Regions from separate parts of the Zea mays genome. Here region 1 is linked to region 2. Evidence: chromatin contacts called from public Hi-C data. All regions are on one chromosome and are shown on one strand. The core of a region is the stretch at or near the end of the contact, and the rest is flanking DNA. Distances in the headings are between cores, read along the strand shown.

What was found. Hi-C and Micro-C count contacts between places; a contact is called where the count stands out from the background.
Region 1: a Hi-C map of leaf shows a contact between it and region 2, with 8 times the contacts expected there. The contact joins the promoter of LOC103654097 here to the promoter of LOC100191677 in region 2. A contact is called at or near these places in 18 of 25 Hi-C or Micro-C datasets (bundle sheath, ear, endosperm and 6 more) and 1 of 3 datasets of contacts at active chromatin or transcription factors (seedling).

Annotation. Positions count from the first base shown.
Region 1 is chr4:174,837,923-174,843,118 of Zm-B73-REFERENCE-NAM-5.0, reverse strand. LOC103654097 (pentatricopeptide repeat-containing protein At5g14770, mitochondrial) reads right to left here and starts at 1,492. Exons shown (of 4, transcript XM_035967404.1): 1 at 1-1,492. The coding sequence starts at 1,464.
Region 2 is chr4:174,661,461-174,666,417 of Zm-B73-REFERENCE-NAM-5.0, reverse strand. It overlaps LOC100191677, which reads right to left and starts at 2,710. Exons shown (of 5, transcript NM_001137106.1): 1 at 1,511-2,710; 2 at 827-894. The coding sequence starts at 2,114. It overlaps LOC100274937, which reads right to left. Exons shown (of 3, transcript NM_001329108.1): 3 at 4,596-4,956. The coding sequence ends at 4,834.

The DNA.
Region 1 (5,196 bases), core at 243-2,742, 180 kb before region 2:
AGCTGCTTCTTGCCCCTGGCACTTGAAGAAGCCGTCGATAAGCGTTCCGTAAGTAACAACATTAGGAGCAATGCCACTGTCCTTCATCTTCCTCATATAGCCAGCTGCTTTGGCGATGCATCCTCTTTTAACAAGACCATTGAGGATTGATGAGAATGTGACAACATTGGGGCTAACGGATTTCTCCTCCATTTGCAACAGCATCTGCTCTGCGCCATCGATATTGCCAGCTCTGCAGTGTGCATCGACCAGTACAGTGTAAGTTACACAATTGGGAGTAATATTATCCGACAAAGCATGCCGAAGCACATCCTTAGCTTCCTCAATCTTCCCTTCCTTACCTAAACGGTCCATCACAGTTGTATACATGACCAGATCCATGGCCACGCCCCTTGAGACCATCTCTCCCAATAGACCCAGTGACTCGTTCACCCTCTGCACTTTCGCTAATGAATCGATAAATGTACAATATGTCACATGGTTTGGAGCGACTCCAATCTTGTCCATCTCCCTGAAAAGTGCATATGCCTCTGAGAACCGGCCATCCCTGCATAGGCCATCAACAAGAGCACTAAGGGTGACCACATCAGGCAGCACACCCGACCTGACCATACCCTCGTACAGAGTGAACGCCTCCTCGATCCGCTTCATCTTACAATACTCCCCAATGAGCGTCGTGTGTGTGACCACACTCGGCTCCACCCCATCCGCCTTCATCCTCTCCGCTACCTCCCATGCAGCATCAGCATCGCCGGAGTAGAAAAACCCGGCAACCAGGGTATTGTACCCCACCACATCAAGCGACAGCCCTTGTGTAGTCATCCTCTCCACCACCGCCAATGCTGCGGCCATGTCCTGGACTTTACAGTAGCCGTCAATGAGAGCATTCCATCCCACCACACCCAAGCCATCAATTCCTCGGCCTCGGACCAGCATCTCCGCCAACGCCGCGGCCTCGCCGACAAGTCCGGTCCTGCTCAGCCCCACGAGCGCCGTGCTCATGGTGACCCCGTCCCAGGGCACGCCGCGCTTGCACATCTCGGAGAGCACGGGCGGCGCGAGCCTCCCGTGTCCCTGCTCGGAGAGGCCAGCGAGGAAGATGTTGTAGCTGACGGTGTCGGCCGCGACCTGCGGCTGGGGCCCCGAGGAGGAACGGAGCAGGCTAAGCGCGGGCCGGAGCGCGTGGAGGCTGCAGTAGGAGAGGATGATGGAGTTGAGGGTGAGCGGGTCACCTGGGACGGGGCGGAAGCGGGAGGCGGCGGCGACGAGGCCCGAGGAGGCGAGCGCGGGGATGAGGCGGCGGAGGAGGCGGGCGGGAGGCGGAGCGGGGAGTGAGGAGACGACGTGAGAGGCAGCGGAGAGGCGGCCGGCCCGGAGGAAGGCGAGCGCGAGGGAGCAGAGGAAGGAGGCCTGGAGGGTCGGGGCCGGGGGTAGGGCCTGAGGCGGAGATGCCGCCCCCGCCATGGTGGGTGGTGGTCGGCGACGAGGGGAATGGAGTGGAGGGGAGGGGAGGGGAGGGGAGTTGCTGAGGAAGGCCGAGGACAGAGCCCGTTGGGCCTGGCTGGGGAGAAGCTGGTGGGCTTTAGTGGCTACTAGATGAGCCCAGTGGTAGAAAATGCCAGCCCAGCCGAAATATGCGTTCGGGTGTTCCGAATTTTTTGTTTTTTAGCCCTTTATGCGACAAAAATATACAATTAAACCCCCAGAAATTTTATATGCATGTTTAGACCCGATACTCGGCGTTATAGCCTATGGCGCCGAGGTAACACATCTCGGCGCCATAGGCTATGGCGCCGAGCTCTGACGTGGCACTAACGGCTACCTGCGTCTTACGGATGACGCGGCGTCGATGCGGCCTCGTAGCTCGGCGCCACAGATCTTGGCGCCGAGCTACGGAGGCCTATAAAATCGGTCGCGCTGCTGGCGGAGAAGACCTCATCTCCTCTCAATTCAAAACTTCGTCAAAAGTTGTTGTATTCAAAGTTTCGAGTTGCAACACTTCGTAGACCAAGGTTTGGTGTCTCACTGATTCGTTTTGTATATTGGGATGTACTTTTTCGATTATTAGTTTCCAATGTTGCTCATAATATATATAGTATCGTTAATATGATGAGTACATTTCATTTGATAGTTTGTGTAAACCGATTATAAAGTCTATTAGGTACAAGTGATAATTATAATCGTTTATTAGATGAAAGATATGTACCGGGAGGCGTTATGGCAGAAGAGAGGTCGTCCTCGGAAGTTATATCCGGACGTATCTAGTAAGGATGCTCCTGTTCCTCCTAAACTTTCTGTGCTTAATTATGACTGTGGCAGACTAGCTTGGGTATGTCAATCCAAACATCCAGACACGGCTGCTCGCTGCGTCTACCTTTGTGGCGGTTTTAACGTACGTAGCTTATGACTTGTGACTTAATTTTGTTTGAATTTTTTATTTACTAGATGTGTAATAGTGCTTCGTTCCATTGTTTTAGGAGCACCTGAGGTGTTTCTTTTTCCAGTGGATCGATGGTCCTGATAAATTTGACCCTCGATATTTTCTTTTCACTAATTGGTCGTGTGGAAAGACTAGTCATGAGCGTTTTAAACGTTGGATACCTCCTCCCTCGAATCCTCCACCAATGACGGATGCGGAAAAGGAGGTAGCAACAGAAAGAAGGATGGACTCACCGTCTCGATGCGATTGTGGAGATCGTACTGTCATCGACGAAAACACTGTGAAGCACTTCGTGTGTCCGAACATTGATTATGTGAGCCCATCGATGCGCGAGGTTATATAAACTTGTTTTTTACAATAAATTACTAATTTATTCTCCTGCAGCCATACGGGTGGCGTAAGTGTCGTTTCAGAGAGTGGTTGTATGGTCCTTTGTCCCATTGGCCAGAGGCAGAGGTAAAGGAAAAGAGAAAAAAAACGGTGGGCGAAAGAGTTGAAGTTTGATCCAGTACTCTGCAAATGTGGTATTGAAGCTAAATATGGATTAGTTCCTTCCGAACTTGGTGTTAGATATTTTTGTGGACATATGGTAGATTACAATGAGGTTGATATTTATTTATTGTTTTGCACCAGCTGTAATGTTAGACCCGTACTTACTATTTTTTGTAAGAGACGAGGAAATACAGTTGGAAGAGTTACGACGACAAAGGGCGCCGAGATGTGTTAGCTCGGCGCCACAGCCCATAACGCCGAGCTTTGGGTCTAAAGTTGCATTTAAAAATTCTAGGGTCCAAATGTAAATATTTTTAATAAAAAAATCGGCCGAGTGTTCAACTCGGCCCACGCGCGCGCCGCAAAGTAAACCGTAGTCCACAAAAAGCAGCTACAGGAGCGCCGTGTATGTGGGTATATATAGCACTGTTTTTTTGTGCAAGGTAGATGCACTATTTATAAAGAGAAGTTTAAAATAAGAGTGAGATAAGGAGTAAGATAGAAAGTTTGCTGGAGATAGTAAAAAAGTGTCCAACTATAGTTAAGGTGATGTTTGGTTCACATATTTGTAATGTAAACAGTAACCGATAACGTTAAATATGTTTGTTTAAGTTCGATCGTAATGTGATACAACATTAAAAACGGATATCGTCATATTCAAACTAGTTACCACTGGTAACTGAGTGTAAATCATTACCATTAGAGCAATACAATGGTGTTTAATGTATAAGCTTTTGAGGTGTCGAAAGAGGTATTTTTAAAAAAATCGTGGAGCCATCTCTCCATGAAGAGACGCTTCTGGCTCGTAACCCCAAGTAACAACAGACAACTCATTTCCCACTGTACGAATTCGTCATTTGTTTTATCGATCCGATGATGTACAAGTGCATTTACTTCTGTATTTATTAATAAACTATATTTATAAACACTCTATTATATAATAGAGTCTCTTAGTTATCTTTTATGTACTGGGAGAACCGTTTTAGTGTTTCTCCCCTATACATGTTCTTATCATTTAAGTTACATTTCGTGTGAACCAAACTACACATAAATGTTTTTGTTTGCCATGTGCCGAGCCATCAGATATGACCGTCACTCGAGAAAACTTTCAACAAGGTGTACTAGGCAAATCTGGATAGATCATCATGCATGTACTCCTACTGGTTGCTTTTTCTTTTTCTTTTACTTTTGCCATGTGCTGCGCCTGGAATATATGCAATTAAGTGCTTAATTCAATGTGTTTTAAACGTGTGCTGGTACTACGCATCTAGTTGATTGATTGATTGTATTAGTTTTAATATGCATTTTTACTGTCAACGGGAAAGTCTTTTAGACGGCATAATAATCTACCCCGGCAATATAAAGATGTGCATAGTCTTGATGTTTGGCTTCTTCTTCACATGGGATTAAAAGGGCATATTATATTTGTTATGACAAGTGCCTCAAGAATCATCATAATGTTTTGATGAGGTGCGTACTAACATATGTATATATACTTTCAGAAGAAATTAAGGCGTGCATTCAAACACCGCGTGCCTTTTCAAAAAAGGGAGAGAGAAAGGTTCTTACTCTGTATATTTTTGTTACGAAACTCAGTATAAATGTTGACGCAATATGCAGACATTTTGTTTGGTGGAGAACATATACCAACTCTAGAAGTGAGATATATGTGGTGTGCGCTAGGCTATAGTAATACCAGGGAAAGGTTTTGTCGGAGGGAAAATCCTCCGACTGGGTGGTGGAGTGCATCCACCCTGATCCTAAGATGGAGAGGAGGTCAAGGAATTGTCTGATTAGTTGGAAGAACACAAGAACATAAGGGTTAGAGTTCGGACCGTCGGAGCGTAATACCCTACATTTATTGTGAGTTGTATTGTCTGAGAGTCTCCGTGTGTATCTGTGTTCGTGTGAGGTTCAGTTGAAACTTCTCCTCCTTGTACTGTGTGTGTGCCCTCCCTTTAATAGTCCAAGGGAGGCACATACATGATGGCTGAGCCCCGATAAGTGGGTCTGGTAAATCTAATGCTAGGTATATCGAAGTCGAAGTGGTGGCTTGCGGTGGATGGATATCTTCTCTTGGTCTTCGAGTACATCTTCTGGCTTGTCATACCCTTGCCCCGTCTAGTCGGCGTAGGGCACAGGTGTAGATTGCGCGCACAGGCTGATGCGCTACCGCTTGTAGGGGTGCTCAGGCGACAGCGTCATGTCTTCTCCATCTGTCTCATTTTGCCTCGGTAACACGCGGGCTATAGTGGGAGTCATAA
Region 2 (4,957 bases), core at 1,461-3,960:
ATCAGAAATTCCAATTATCTAAAAAAACTCGACGGGGTAAGACAGCCCCCGGGCATTATATTAAGAAGCCGTTCTCACGCAAGTCGAGAAAACCCCCGAACCCATACACAGTGGCACCGTAGCCCATGTGAGAAACGACCGCGACCGGGACTGGGCCTTAGACATGTGCTTTGGCATGGGACAGACGAGGGGATTTTTTTAACCACATCCTGAAATTCGCTCCTACAGGGAGTCGAACTCAGGACCTGAGTAGTGCTACTCGGACCACCTAACCAACCGGCTAGAGGCCATTTCGCATTCCAATTATCTAAGAGAAATTAACCTGCTAAATGTAACAATGATGCTAAAGCAGCTGCAACCATCCCATGTTACAACCACCTAACCAACTCGGTTGAGGCCCTTTCGATGTCAATGATAAATTCCTTATTTGACACCTAACAAAGTGGCTGTGATCTAATGTATGACAGTAATATAGAAGCCACTAAATGCTACCCGTGAGCCAAAAACAACAGATTTACCACCGAAGAAGAGTTTGCTACACTAGCTCCAGATTCATCTGGCATTGTCTATTCAGATACCACATCTAACAAAAGGCCCTTATTACAGTAGGAAATTTATTAGATATGCACACTGGGTATTTTGGTAAACAATGTAAATTTGAAGATAATTAGCAGCATCGGATACAAACCATCACCACCCATCACTCGTGCCACTATGCAAACAAGTCCCACTCCCACATAGCAATCATGCATAAATCAACACTGGGTGCAAAGTGCAAACAACCCTTTTGGAAATGAATCATCAGTTAGTGTTCATTCGAACTTACCTCTCCTGGCTGAATAATAATCACATGAGGAGTAAAACCAGTTCCAACAGAGCCAAGAAACCACTTTCCTAAACGAGACAATAGAATTTCATCAGACGACAAAGATACAAAATCAACAGTTCGTGGATATAAAAAAGGGAACGCAAAAGAACAAAAAAAAGCTAGCTAGGAAAAGGGTCCACTACTTTCTTTTTCTTTTGGGAAGAGACAAGGTACTAAAAGAGATCAACTGCTTGCTTTACATAATAGAGACAGCTGACAATATAAATATGTTGTAAATTCAAGAACTTTGAATTCATCATCTCAATTTAAAAAATGACCAAAAAAGATGCTTAAAAGACATGTCAGGACCTACTCAAATTCAGAGTACAATCCTGAAAAGGTCATACAACAGAAACATAAACAGAACAGAATGCGAGGGTATTGTATTTGCCATGATGACACATACATTCCAGAGGGCAATAGGTGAATAACACAGCCCAGAAGGCTGCCACAGTCAGATCATATACATACCCAAGAAGCATTACTGGCATGCAAAAAGTAACATGTTGCAGATATTGAAACCTACCCATAATTGCCTAGCACATTTCATTCTAGCACAAATAAAGTATACATAAGCCATATGAATCAATTATTATAACGCATAGGATATGCAAATGAAATTACAAGGTCACGGAAACTCACCAAGCGAAGCCAACTGTTGCATCTTTCCAGAGCCAGGTGGCCGCCCCCTGCCACGCTTCTCTGATGGCGCACCCAAGCCTGAAGCCCCTGATCCCTCCGACCCAAATCCAGAACCTGGAGCACTAATCATGGTTCCCATCCCCAAGCTGGCCGAGTGAGGTGTTAATGATGAAGAGGGTGATAACCCGAGAGTCACCGCCCCATCAGGCTTATACTTCCTTGGCCTACCCCGCTTCTTCTTCACCTGCTCATCTTGGGCAGGCCCGCTCCCCAGCTCCCCCTTAACATTGGTGCACACAGCCGAACCCATGCCAATGTCCATATCACCGCCGGAGCTGGTGCCGCCACCGGAGCTGTATTGCGCCACATGGGGTGAGGCCTCGACATGGTGGTACCCCTGTCCAATGTGGGAACCCCCAACCTGCGGGGTCTGGAATGCGTACCCAGCAGAGACAGCATCAAGATGCTGCCGGTACCCGGCGGGCGGCGGGTCATGGAGCACCGCCGAGTGGCCGGGGACACCCGGCGCCCCGATGCCCCGGTGCTGCGTGTAGAACGATGAGAAGTTGGGCCCCGACGCCACCGTGGACTCCCTCCCGTCCATTCATAGGAATGGGCAGCGCCGTAGAGCTCGCCGTCACCCACCGATACGCAGGCGGGGGCAAGCTCAGTTACAAGGAACGGCACAAAGGTCGCTACTTTGTCTCACTGTTCGAGATCGGATGCTCGGTATTGAGACTAGCAAATGGACGCAAGAATCTCAACTCCGACGATTTTGCCCTCCCCTAGGAACTCTCACGCCATACCGAGGCGAGATCAGATCGAGAAACGAGAGATCTCAACAAAGCGGTGGCATTTTCGGGGACGGCAGAAATGGAACGCGAGGCACGGATGAGGAGGAAAACACAATCTTTGCAACAAATGGCACCGACAAACGGAGGGGATTTGTGCGAAGCTTTCGGTGGAGACCGACCCTCTGAGACTAAGGGTGGCGGCGCCGGAGGGTTGGGTAGCACTCGCGCCGGGATCTGGTCGGCGGCGGGTGGGAAGGGGGCGATCCGATCGGGAATGGCGTTGCGGAAATGGGGCGCTAAAACCCTAGAGATGTGCGCTGACGGAAGGAAGGAGGGATCAGGCTCGGACCTCGGAAGAGGGGAGGGGGCGGTCCCAAGACTCCAAGAGGAAGAGCGAGCATGTACAATGGTGTATCCGTGTCTGTGTTCGAGGAGAGAGAGGGGAGGTGCGTACAAGTACAAGGATTCCATGTACATATGGTTAGACTGTTCAGATCGTATAAAATAGATGGTTTTTGTTATAGATTAGAGAGTAAATTTTAAAATAGAAGATAAGACATTTGAAAAGAATAATATAGCAACTGGAGATAGCCTTACAAGCGTATTTTAAAAACATAATTATCAGTACGCTAGAAAGATCATGTTTTTATATGTTATTACTAAGATGTATTTAAAAATCTTAATATAAAAAGCTATCACAGTGCTTAGCTATTCACACCATGATTCTAAAGGACATGCACCTTGCCCCAATAAGAGCATGAGCTTAACCTTCTCAACAAATTAATATTTGTGTACTCTAAAATAATATCTACGCCATCATGTTCCGCTAAGATCACTAGGGGACCGAGTTAATTTGATGTCGGGGACACTTTTGCACTTGTGAAATCAGTTTGTAAAGATAGATTAAAGACCGAGATCCTCTGTGACTCGAGGTGTCCTAGCTAAGTCTATGGAGCTACTCGTGTCTCGTGGCGCTCACGGCCTAAGTCCATAGGACCTCTTGTGCTCCAGAGCGTTTATCATGGTGACAACATCAAGGTAACAAGGTACTGAAGAGGATTTGATCAAGAGAGTAGAGAGTGAGTCTTGATGTCGTAGAGTATGTCTAACAACTCATGCCATCATGAGCATAGTAACATAAATATCTCTATAGAGGTTTGGGCCATAGAGTACGTAATACCTTATATTATCTTTCTGATGGTGAGACTATGTATCAAAGATATATACAATATACAATAGGCATTGGAATATCTACTATCAGTGGAAATTTAAGGCAAGCTAACTATTCCCTCCCTTTCTCTTGGCTTGGAACTTTACTTTAAACTATCTTACCTAGTTGTTGATTGTGTGGACCTAAAATTGAATGTTATTCTATCACACGTTTGGACATGGCCTATCGTAGGCCTAACTACTCAATGTCGCATCGACAAATCTGCATGGCATCTTTTACGGGGGCGTGCCCCAAGCCTCTATGGAGTTACTCTATCTTGCCATACCCATCAATGTTTCTCGCACTTTTACTACGGTCATGATCCCCTAAGATATCATGTCCAGTCGATGTGAATTATTCCAATCTTTTGGTGGGTGATGGCCCTAGTCTGTGTCGTGGTATACCCATGTTATTTTCGTATAGTGTTACACTTGCCACACATGTTATGGTGGTGGAGCAGGTGTATCCCGTTATTTCAATGCATCGCTATTGAGGCCATCCTCTGGTATCTTAACCAACCATACCTCTCTCTCTACGATAGTCATTAATGTCTGTATCATGACCTGTTGCGTCATAACCATGTTATCTATGTATGATAGCCTAACGACATTGTTGAAAGGGAAATGTGCCCTTAGACTATTTCTAAGTATTTTGGTGATTAATGTCTAACGAACATAACCGTCGGCTATGCTTAGGGTTGAAGAATAGGTTGTTTAAGCTCGCTAGCATAGTTTGTAGACTCAATCTCTCAAATAATTAAACTGAAAAGGTTAAGAAAAGCTTGAGAAAAAGAGCTTTACGGTTGAGTAATGTCGCATCAATGCCACTTAAACCAAGCAGCCAAGAGTATGGAAAATAAGAGGCGTACTATTGTACCTAGGCTTTGAGAATACTGTGGTAGACCATTTGAGCGTATGATTGCACACATGAAGCCTGTATAATGAAGCATGTGCATTATATCCTTTTAATAGTGCGGCTTTACTATACTTAAATTTCAAATATAAATGAATTTAAATATCCTTTAATCAGTTGTCGCGTCCTTCTTTAGTAATTGAAGCATCAAAAATCACATGTATTTTTCTCTTTTTCATTTAGCTCCATAAATCTCATTAGTTCTCTAACATCATAGTCGTTATCACCAAAACCTATAACTAGAGCTTGATTACCCTTAAAAAAGCAAGAATGACATTCTTTTTAGAAAGAAAGGTTCAACAAGCTGCAGCTGCAGCTGCACCCGACGGGAGCTATTCATGTGGGCACAGAATTCAGAGTTCCAACTCTGGCTCGACGCTTAAGGTGATGATGCTTGTGCTCCGCAGTCACTTGTCGACCTCCATGGCTTGCGCGGCTTTGGCTTTTGCTAAGGCTGAAAGTTTCGTCTTCACCTTTTTCTTGCCGACCTTAAATTGGCCACCTTTACGTTTCTTTTCAGCACCATCTATC